2 separate regions of the Drosophila melanogaster genome follow, and region 2 is linked to region 1. The links are chromatin contacts, called in public Hi-C maps. All regions are on one chromosome and are shown on one strand. The core of a region is the stretch at or near the end of the contact, and the rest is flanking DNA. Distances in the headings are between cores, read along the strand shown. Region 1 holds the start of ftz-f1 (ftz transcription factor 1). Region 2 holds the start of CG18135.

Region 1 (5,027 bases), core at 1,596-4,095:
GGCGCGAATCATTCGGAGGCGGCTCAATCTGGAATTAGGCCATTGCACGGAGCCATCGAAAACGATCACGAGGAGGTGGTGCGACTGTTGCTCTCCTATGGAGCCGATCCGTTGCTGGCAACGTACTCAGGTTGGTGTTGGATGTTTAACTTTGCATTTCGAAGGGATTGTAACAATTGTACCCTTTTGTTTTTAGGTCAAACCCCGCTAATGTTAGCTTCAAGCAAGTTGATGCGAGGCATTCTGCGCGCTCATCTCAGCGATGCACAAAGTGCCGCCGCTGACATCAAGCCAATGCGATTCAATGGGCCTTGGGAGATATTTGGTGAGTGGAAGCAAATAGTTCTTTGCCATTGCATACAATTAAGGATAAAACTAAAATATGAATGAATTTGAACTAAACCATGCATTAATCTCTTCCAGATGCTAAGGAGTATGGTTATGATATATTCAGTAATGTACCGAATACAGCTTGTGATATGAGCAGAGCTCTACGTAAAGAAAGGAAGGAGGCCAAGCAGCAGAGGATGAGCAGCAACAGTGACAGGACCAGCAACTTGAATGGTCTGTTAGCGGAAAAAAAGGAGGAGCAGAAGCCCGAGGATTTGGACCAGGATCGGGTGACAACAACGATCAAGCAGAACGGGGAGACGAGTGCAACAAAGACTGGATCGGCGACTACGACGACGGCAACAACGATGGTTAAATTGGAACTGGGAACCGACGAGGATAGCAATAACAATAAGAACAACGAGGAGCTGAATGCTAATGTGGAAAATAATTTAGTAACAAGCGTTGTGAATGTCAAGAATGAAGTGAAGAAGGAAGTGGAAGCTGAAGCTGAAACAGAAGCGGAAACGGAAACGAATGCGAAAGCAAATACGAATAGTAGCACTAGGCTAGACGAGGATCAGACGGACATCGAGACAATGGATAGTGAATTGAATGGTGATATTTTTGAATTTGAAGAGGCCGATGTGCCCTTGCCACCACTGTACTTGCTCAAAGACGAGGGCAGTGATAAATGGGTACTACTCAATGATTTGTGCAATTTACTTAAAGTTAAATCGAAGGATACGTTGCTTAACAAGGTATGTGCCATTTAGATGCGATATTTAAATGAACTTATAACAAAATCTTGTTATTTTTTTTTTAGCTCTGTCCGAACAACAGCAATGCCTTGGCCAGCAGTCAGAAGCACCTGCTACGGGAGTTCAAGATAGATGATTTCCTGGAGAAAGCCACCTGCCTGCAGCTGTTGTGCGCCGGTGAAAAGCTGAACATGTTCAGTTCGTCGAAGGTTGTGCTCATCAAATACAACGACAGTGTACGGAACTTGTTGGGCGTTAAGACCATTTTAATGAAATTTTAACCGAGATATCTTTAGCGATTGGACGGGGCAAGATCCAGAAAGATATAAATTAGATAATGATGAATGGATGAGCATAGTACTAACTGAACATAGAGTGTAAAGTGCAAACAAATATGGAAAAACTATTAGTACGAATATAATAGTAGATTTATATACTATACATATGTATATTTTAGCTAGTAACTAGTTTTTACTCACACGTCTTTGTCTTTGGAAGATAAAGGATTTTATAAAGGAAATTAAATTTAGAGCTAATGCAAAGTGATACAAAGGTGCTATACACACTCAAAACGAAGAAAAAGGAAATGAATGGAAATTTTAGAGCGAGAATATTGAGAAAATCTGGAATCTTTAGGGATTGGCTGCAATTATGCAATAAAAGTAGAAGAAAACAATGCAAGGCAGTTAGAAACGAGGAAACGAACGGAAAATGTATGCCAGCCAATCAGCTAATAAATTGATATATACTTACAGATAAATCTAGGGATGAAGTGTAATCTATGGTTTTTAAAAAAACAAAACAATCTAGCTAAAGTATAAACTAAATAATAATTATTGTAATAATATTAAAGAAGCAACAAAGGCGTATTTATGTATTATGTATTTTTAAATGAAATTATTAACATAATATATAAAGTATATGTATACACAATATGATCCAACTACAATGTAAATCAATTTTCAGATAGGTTTGTAATTTTCTATGTAATGTACGTGTGTAAGTTTTGTGCAACTATAAAAGGAAACCACAAAAAACTGAAGAAATTTAACAAAAAAAAAAAAACTAATAATGAAAAACAAAATAAATGCAAAGTGAAATTTTGACAATTTAAAAGTGCGGTTTCACTTCAAAATTTTAACAATCTCCTGGCATTTGAAAACAAATATCGATCCAAGCTTTTATTAAACGATTCTTCAAAATTGGTTTAAAAGGTTATTTATATATAATAATAGATGACTGAACAGGTAAGGTCTTAGATAAGTACTTAAATATACTTAGAGGGCCCATTCTTTTGAAAAAGTATAATTATATCTTGTGAATATTTAAATTCGTCTTCTTCTTTTCCTTTTAAATTTGCAATTATTTGAACTAGATAATCTCATTGTATTTTTTATTGCTTATTAAAATTTATGTAATATTTCATTGACAAACCGCCACAGTTTTGAATTTACGATCTATCGATAACTTGGCGATAGGTTCCGGCAGATGTCGCTCTCAAAAGCTCGCCGCACGAGCGGTGCGCTAAACGCGGGTGTGCGTGCATGTGAGTGCTTTCAGCTGAAAGCTTTCCGGTTTTCATATGATTGCCGTCCTTGTTCTTCAAACGATTTTTAAAGGCCAAGAATGCTGCCTCTCTGTCCTTGGCCCCGCTCTTCGCTCCGGTGATCCAACACTATCCCGACCGCGCATGTGTGTGTGCGTGTATGCGCGAGGGCTTTCGGTCTTCTTCTACCTACGCCAACAAACTTTTACTGTGTGTTGTGTTCCCGTTCGAGTTCGACCTAATTTCGCTCGAGACCTAATTTTTGCGTGCGGAATAGTTTTTCCCGAAAAAGTGAAGCCAGCGAATAAACAATAGCTGAAAGTGAGCGATAGCCAAGAAAGTAAGAGTGAAAGTAAACAAAAGCGAAAAGAAGAACAGCTCTGGCGTTAATTATGTGTGTGTACATACGTATATATTTAATATTTCCGATGCGTCCATAACGGGAGTGTGTTCTGGTTTCCAATCGTCGCCCGCGCCCCCGTCATTGCCTATCCGTTTACCAAACCCCAATTTTGGTGTGCAATTGTGTATAAAAATTAACACAAAGTGGGAAGATAGCGTTGTGTCATAGAATTGGAGCAGAAGCAAAAACAAGGCAAAATTAGCAAAAGCCAAGCGGAAAAACAACAACACAGAGTGCCCAGTGGAACCCCAGTACATGTGTGTATATATGTATGTGCGGTGCGAGCGTGTCAGTGTGTGCGTAGCAGGAATTGCAATTTATAGTTGTTGTTTCTGAGAGCTTTCGCTTGTTGCGCGCGTGCGACGATTGTGCAAGAAGTTCTTGGTGTGCGTTCGAAATCGGGAAGAGGAAATCGCCGAGAATAGAGGAAGAGTAAATGGCAATAAATGCAAAATAAATAAAAGAAATAAATAAAAAAAAATATAAATAAATTGCCAAATGCGTTTGGCGTCGCGTGTGTGTGCGTGTTCTGAAATATGCTGAAAGAGCTTTCGGAGAGCGAGAGCAAAAGAGAACGAGACGCCGAGAGATGCGATCGGGAGAAATAGCAACAACAACAACAACGGCAACAGCGACTACGATCGGCGAAATGAATCACACACAAGCTTTGTTTTGCGAATTATAAATTCGCGTTCCGTTCTCCACACATGCGAATTCCCACACTGAGAGCGAGACAGAGACAGCGAGAGAGAGGGAGACCAGCTACGGCTACAAAAACAGAAACAGCAAGAAGACCAAGACATAATAATAGAACTTTTGCTTTCGCTTCCAACTGGTTTTTGTATACATAAAAAGCGAGAGGGGAAGAGACGGAGAAAGAGAGAGACGGACAGCTTCCAGCGCTTCTTCTTCTTCCGCGATCTTCGTCTTGGAATTCATGGAACCGGGCGCATGCGCAACACACAGAACTACAAAAGGAAAAACAACGACGTCAGCTGCATGAAAGGTAAATTCTCAATTCTCCCCGCTGCACGACTTCCTCTCGCTCACCTTTTACCCCCCAAAAACCTCCTTTTCCATTTTGTCTAGTTGGGTGAGCTTTATTTTACTGCACTTACCATCTTTAATGGGAAGTAGGAGCACGGAATGAAATACAGTTTTGACACGAATTTGATTTAAAAACCATCATTATAAGAAAACTTTTTAAATAAAATCACCTTTTTGTTTGTTTAAATAAATTTTACTGGGATCATTATATATATATTTTTTACAAAAATTAATGTGGTTTTAAAAATTTGGATAATAAACTGAAAATTGTATCAGCAGTTTATAGCTTTTTATAGTTTTTTTTTATACATTTTCTCGTATTTTCCACTAAGATATTTTTCTTTTAAAATATTAAATATAAAGTTAATGTCATTTGCTCAATTTTTTTCCGTGGATTACCCGAGGGTTGGTGAGATTCAAGCACGAAAAGTGAAGAACTTGAAGTCGAGTGAAGTTAATTAAAGTATCGTTAAAAAGGGTAACACAGGGCTTAAAAAAATGGGGGAATCTTTCCAGTTGTCTGTTTCGCGAACTGGAAAATTACTGTAAATGGGGGAATAAACAATTTAGCGTGTTAATTTTTAAATGGATTTTATCTACTCGGAAAAAATAATTTGGTTAAAGATGCTTTTAATGCATTAACTTTTTTTTTTTTTATTAATTTTTGTAATCTTGTAAAACAATTGCATTTTTAAAAAAACTTTATTTTTCAATTTTTAAATTAAAGATTCTCGACGTCTATTTTGAAATTTAATTTTTAAACATCGGTTTATTGGTGAAATTGCATTGATACTGATAAAAATAGTTTAGGCACTCCTAAGCTCTACGGAGGTATATATTGTGGACTTTCGACGATTTAGTTAAAAACCCTAAACAATAATTAAATAGTAGAATTATAAAAAAACTGAAATATAACATAATAAATTGGGTGGACATTGAA
Region 2 (4,641 bases), core at 1,935-4,434, 200 kb before region 1:
CGGGATTCGCAATGGAGGGTAATAAAAATATTTAATTTTAATTATGCATTTTTGTAAGAAACTCTTTGTTTCAGAACTTTCTGGAGAATCGCTGAACAGAAAACTGCAACTATGTGAGGAACTCCTTAAACTGGCCGACATTTTCGATGGCGGTTGGAGCATATTCCGGGGCAATCTGCTCATAGACATGGAGGAAGCTTTAGTGACGCAGGCTCTGCGCTCGAAAGACCCATTGGATTGCGAGGAGAAGCTGAGAAACGCGGCGGAAATGCTCAGAGAAATTCGAAACATCATGAAGCACGAGCCGGAAATGCAACAATTGTTGTTGGAACGACAAGTCATTTTGAGTTCTGCGCTTGAGCGCTTTGAACCAGTTGAGAATTAAGCAGAAGGAACGCTAGTGTCGGTATGCTCGATTATCATATACCCTTTAGTTGGATAACTAATCAATTTAAGAATAAAGCTGCCAAAGTATGCAAACCAAAACAAAAATGGGTTATTTTATTTGGCTTGCAGATTTTCAGGAACGTTAATTTTTTTGGCCGTTCGTCATGAATCGGAATGCAAACTTATTCCATATTTAATTTCCCATCATTTGGATGGATCTGATAAACAACCAATGTGTCAACTAGATCTTACTTCCTTACGCAGAAATACACTGCCTTATTGACCTTGCTATAATAACCTAGATTTCGACTCTTGCCTTTCTTATGATGTTTCGAATTTGGCGCCAAGTGTGTTATGTATCCGTTATCTTTTGAGAGCCTGTAGAAGAGTTTTATGTATTTTAGAAAATGTTGATATTATTTAGCGAAGACACCCACCACCGGCATAGCCGCTGGTGTTTATATACATTTTAGACTGGACGGTCACACTGTTGCATCTTCACGTGTTTTCTTTCTGTTTATATTTCATTTTCCTTAATAAATCGGCTTCTTTTAAGCAAATGGAGTGTTTCAATGCGGAAATACCAGCTGACGGAGTGGTTAATAGCATAGAGACCGAAGAGATTTCGGAAAATGTAGTGAAAGCTGATGAAACCACGCTGGCAAATGGTGAGGATGAAGCCGGAAAAGCCGGCGAGGAATATGCTTACTTGGAGCGAAATGAATTCACTTCGGAAATATTCAAAGTTGAAGTGAAGAACATGGGATATTTCGGTATTGGGGTAGGTAGTTGAAATCTAAGCCTTTATATGAATATAACAACATTATAACTTTGCAGGAGTTTAAGAAGCTTTTGAGAAACACCCTCAAATTTGACGTGACCAAAATCAAGGCTCCAACTCGAAAAGAGTTCGCCTTTGTGTGCTTCCGCAGTCAGGAGGATCAACAAAGGGCCTTGGAGATCCTGAATGGATACAAATGGAAGGGAAAGGTGTTGAAGGCTCATGTTGCCAAGGCCTCGGCCGATCCTCTACAGAAAAAGCGAGCTGCCGAGGAACAGGAGTCGGAGAGAAAGCCCAAGAAACAACGTACGGCGGTGGAAGCCACGTGTCCTCTGTCGCACATTGCCTACGACCAGCAGATTAAACAAAAATCCGAGGAAATGTCGGCACTTCTGGCGAAATACACCCAGGAACTTCGGAAGGTCAATCCGCGGGCAAAGCCCCACTTGGATAAGTTCCAATTCCACGAGGTGCTTCCCTCACCCACCGTTAATGGGTATAGAAATAAAAACGAGTTCACCGTGGGAAAGAACTCCGTAGGCGAAGTGGTTGTGGGCTTCAGATTGGGCTGCTACAGCGATGGATCTGTGGAAGTAGCCGAGGTCGCAGACTTGCCACATCTACCGGAGCAGGCCAAGTGGGCTGCTCGCAGTTTCCAGGACTTGGTGAGGAAGTCCAAGTTCTTGCCCTTCAATCCGGACGGAAATATTGGCCACTTCCGGCAGCTAATGGTGCGGTGCTCCAGTGCCACAGGTGAACTAATGCTGGTGGCGGGCATATACTCCTCGAACTTAAGTGAAGACGAACAAGTTGAACTTAAGCAAGAACTGAAGTCCTTCTACGAAGATCTGGCAAATGATGCTCCGTACAAATGCAGCTCTCTGTATTACCAAGATGTCAAGCATCGGGAAGCAGGTCAGACGATTAATCCGGTGGAACACATTTCGGGCAGCACCCACATCACCGATACCATACAGGGTCTCCAGTTTCGAATCAGCCCACTGGCCTTTTTCCAAATCAACACAGAAGGAGCCAACGTGTTGTATCAAAAGGCCATTGATCTAGTTGCTCCTACTAAGGACACAACTATGTTGGATATTTGCTGTGGTACTGGCACCATTACCCTTGCGTTCGCCAAGCACTGCAAGAAAGTGATGGGCGTGGAGATCGTCCCTGATGCGATTAAGGATGCCGAGTTTAATGCGGAAGCGAATGGCATTAAAAATGCAAAGTTCTTTACAGGAAATGCAGATGATTTCATCAAGAGTATGGTGCGCGAAGCTCTCTACGATCAGGAGCCGGGTAAACCATTGGATCTTATTGCCGTGGTGGATCCCCCCAGGGCTGGACTGCGTAAGTTTACGTTGCTTAAATATTATAAATTTGCTGAATTATTTTAAGGTTCAAAGCGCTATACCTTTCCAAATTTCTTATTTGTTTTTTTCAGACCACCGCTCGATAGCCGCAATTCGATCAGCCGATGCCATCAATCGTCTGGTCTACGTCTCCTGCAATCCGCACAGTGCTAAGCGGAATTTCATCGAGCTGGCCAGACCGGAGTCTAAGCAATACAAGGGGGAGCCATTCTACCCAAAGTCCGCTGTGGCCGTTGACATGTTTCCCCACACCATGCACACCGAGCTGGTCATTCTGTTCGAGCGTGAACCTAAAACAAAGGCGGATGAGAAGTCATCGCCAGCGGAGGGAGCTGCACAGTCAAAGTCTGAGGCAACCGAAGAAGCTGTTAGCGAGGAGAACACCACATCCGTAACGTGACGTGTTTGTTGCCGGGTACAGTTCACTTCGCTGCAATCTCTTGCACATTTGCTTAATCTCTTTCTATAATCTTTTAGGTCAGTTGCGATTCGCTGAGACACCCAATATGTCTCAGTACCTCCTATCTGCCGCGATGCTGCCCTCTATCATTGTCTCTCTTTGTGGCGACTGCTCTACGACTTTTATTGTTTTAAATTGATTTAATTGTATTTACGCTGTGCGACGGGGAGGAAGTGGAAAAAGTGACAGAAGCGACTTCCTATTTAGCAAAAGACTAAGTTTAAAGCCCTGTTCAACTCGACATAGTCCGACATCCCCATCAGTGTTATTCAGGCCTCTGGAGGCCCCTGTGTGCGTGATAAGAATCGCTGCTCCGGTGGAAGTGTGGTGCTCATAAAGTTCTCATAAAGGTGTAGAAACCGCGTGAAAAAACAGCTGAGAGGTGCTACAAGTCCAACGCCCCCTCAAGGGCAAATTGATGAACAACGACCCTGACAACGATCATTGATCATGTCCGACCAGGTACCAGTTAACGATTATTTCATAGTCTAAACATATGTTCTATTGTTAAAAGTAGAAAGGGTAGTATTTAAAAGATGTTGACGTTGATATTGATCTATCAACCATATTAAAAGATTCGAAAATGACTTCATGCGTATGACGCGAATTCAGTTGTTTCGTTGTTTGTCTAAAGATAAGTTTTATTAATTTACTAAGGCAATTTGAGTTATGGCTGTTTTTTTTTATAAAGTTGAATATTTAAAAAGTCGTAGAAGTGCAATTAACTAGTTAAGGCCAGAGATGTGCCGTAATGAAATTGGCCAACTTAATAGTTAATACGTATGGGGCTGATCGCACGGATATTGCTCAATAAAATGTGTTTATATAAATCTTATCTAAGGTAAACAATCGCATTCGCTTATTTCGCCTTTCCGATTACATGTTCTTAACGAGAAGTGGTTGGATGATGTAAACAACAGATGTAGCCGTAAGCAAAGTCTTATAGAATAAAACAAAAAAATATTATTGTTTTGAAAAAGAGAACAACAAGCAAACGTGACCGATATCATGTTGAATATACTATGTAGAAAAACAAATCGGGACGCGACAGCCCTGAATTTTTATGCGACTCGACTTCCTAGAAGGGGGTGTGTTAATAGCACACGTACACACACATAAACATACATATAACTATAGTGGAAAGCCAAAATAAGCTTTCGTAAACATTAACGAAATAAACAAGAAAAACAAATAAATTGGACTTTGGAGCCAGTGGGGCGATTCGGCTACTCGGCAAATTGATTGTACAAAATATAGCAACATAAATAAATATGAAAACATTGTGCGCCGCAACTATTATAAATCAAGAGAAAAGGAGAAATTGGCAGGAAAGTGAATAAAATGCGGCTGAATTTGTTTATTCATTCGGCTATATTTATGGCCTCGTGTAAGCCAAGATATAGCAACAACTAGCAACACCCAAAATATGCGATTACGATCGGAACAGGGAGCCCAAGACCTTGACCGGAGAGCTTTGTTTCCGAAGCCGAAAAGCTTGAATAGTTCTTGCCTTATCAAACAAACACTCAACTAACTGTGCGATGTAAACAAACAGCGAGGAAAACAGCAAATTTTCAACCGACGAAAACCGGTTCCCCTAGAGAGAGATATATGGCGGTCTTCCGGAGAGAGCTTTT

Evidence for each region. Hi-C and Micro-C count contacts between places; a contact is called where the count stands out from the background.
Region 2: a contact with region 1 is called in a Hi-C map of the Kc167 cell line, with 5 times the contacts expected there. A contact is called at or near these places in 8 of 107 Hi-C or Micro-C datasets (the D17-c3 cell line, the Kc167 cell line, embryo and 3 more).

The regions. Positions count from the first base shown.
Region 1 is chr3L:18,799,127-18,804,153 of dm6, reverse strand. ftz-f1 (ftz transcription factor 1) reads left to right here and starts at 2,845. Exons shown (of 10, transcript NM_079419.3): 1 at 2,845-4,046. It overlaps CG14073, which reads left to right. Exons shown (of 6, transcript NM_140803.2): 3 at 1-130; 4 at 197-325; 5 at 424-1,091; 6 at 1,157-1,889. The coding sequence ends at 1,372. It overlaps lncRNA:CR45939 (long non-coding RNA:CR45939), which reads left to right and starts at 2,842. Exons shown (of 3, transcript NR_133270.1): 1 at 2,842-4,046.
Region 2 is chr3L:18,996,826-19,001,466 of dm6, reverse strand. It overlaps CG18135, which reads left to right and starts at 3,184. Exons shown (of 2, transcript NM_176346.2): 1 at 3,184-3,466. The coding sequence starts at 3,455. CG3808 reads left to right here and starts at 859. Exons shown (of 4, transcript NM_140826.2): 1 at 859-1,168; 2 at 1,225-2,521; 3 at 2,616-2,959; 4 at 3,022-3,592. The coding sequence starts at 947. The coding sequence ends at 2,944. It overlaps SmydA-2 (SET and MYND domain containing, arthropod-specific, member 2), which reads left to right. Exons shown (of 3, transcript NM_140827.3): 2 at 1-18; 3 at 75-482. The coding sequence ends at 385.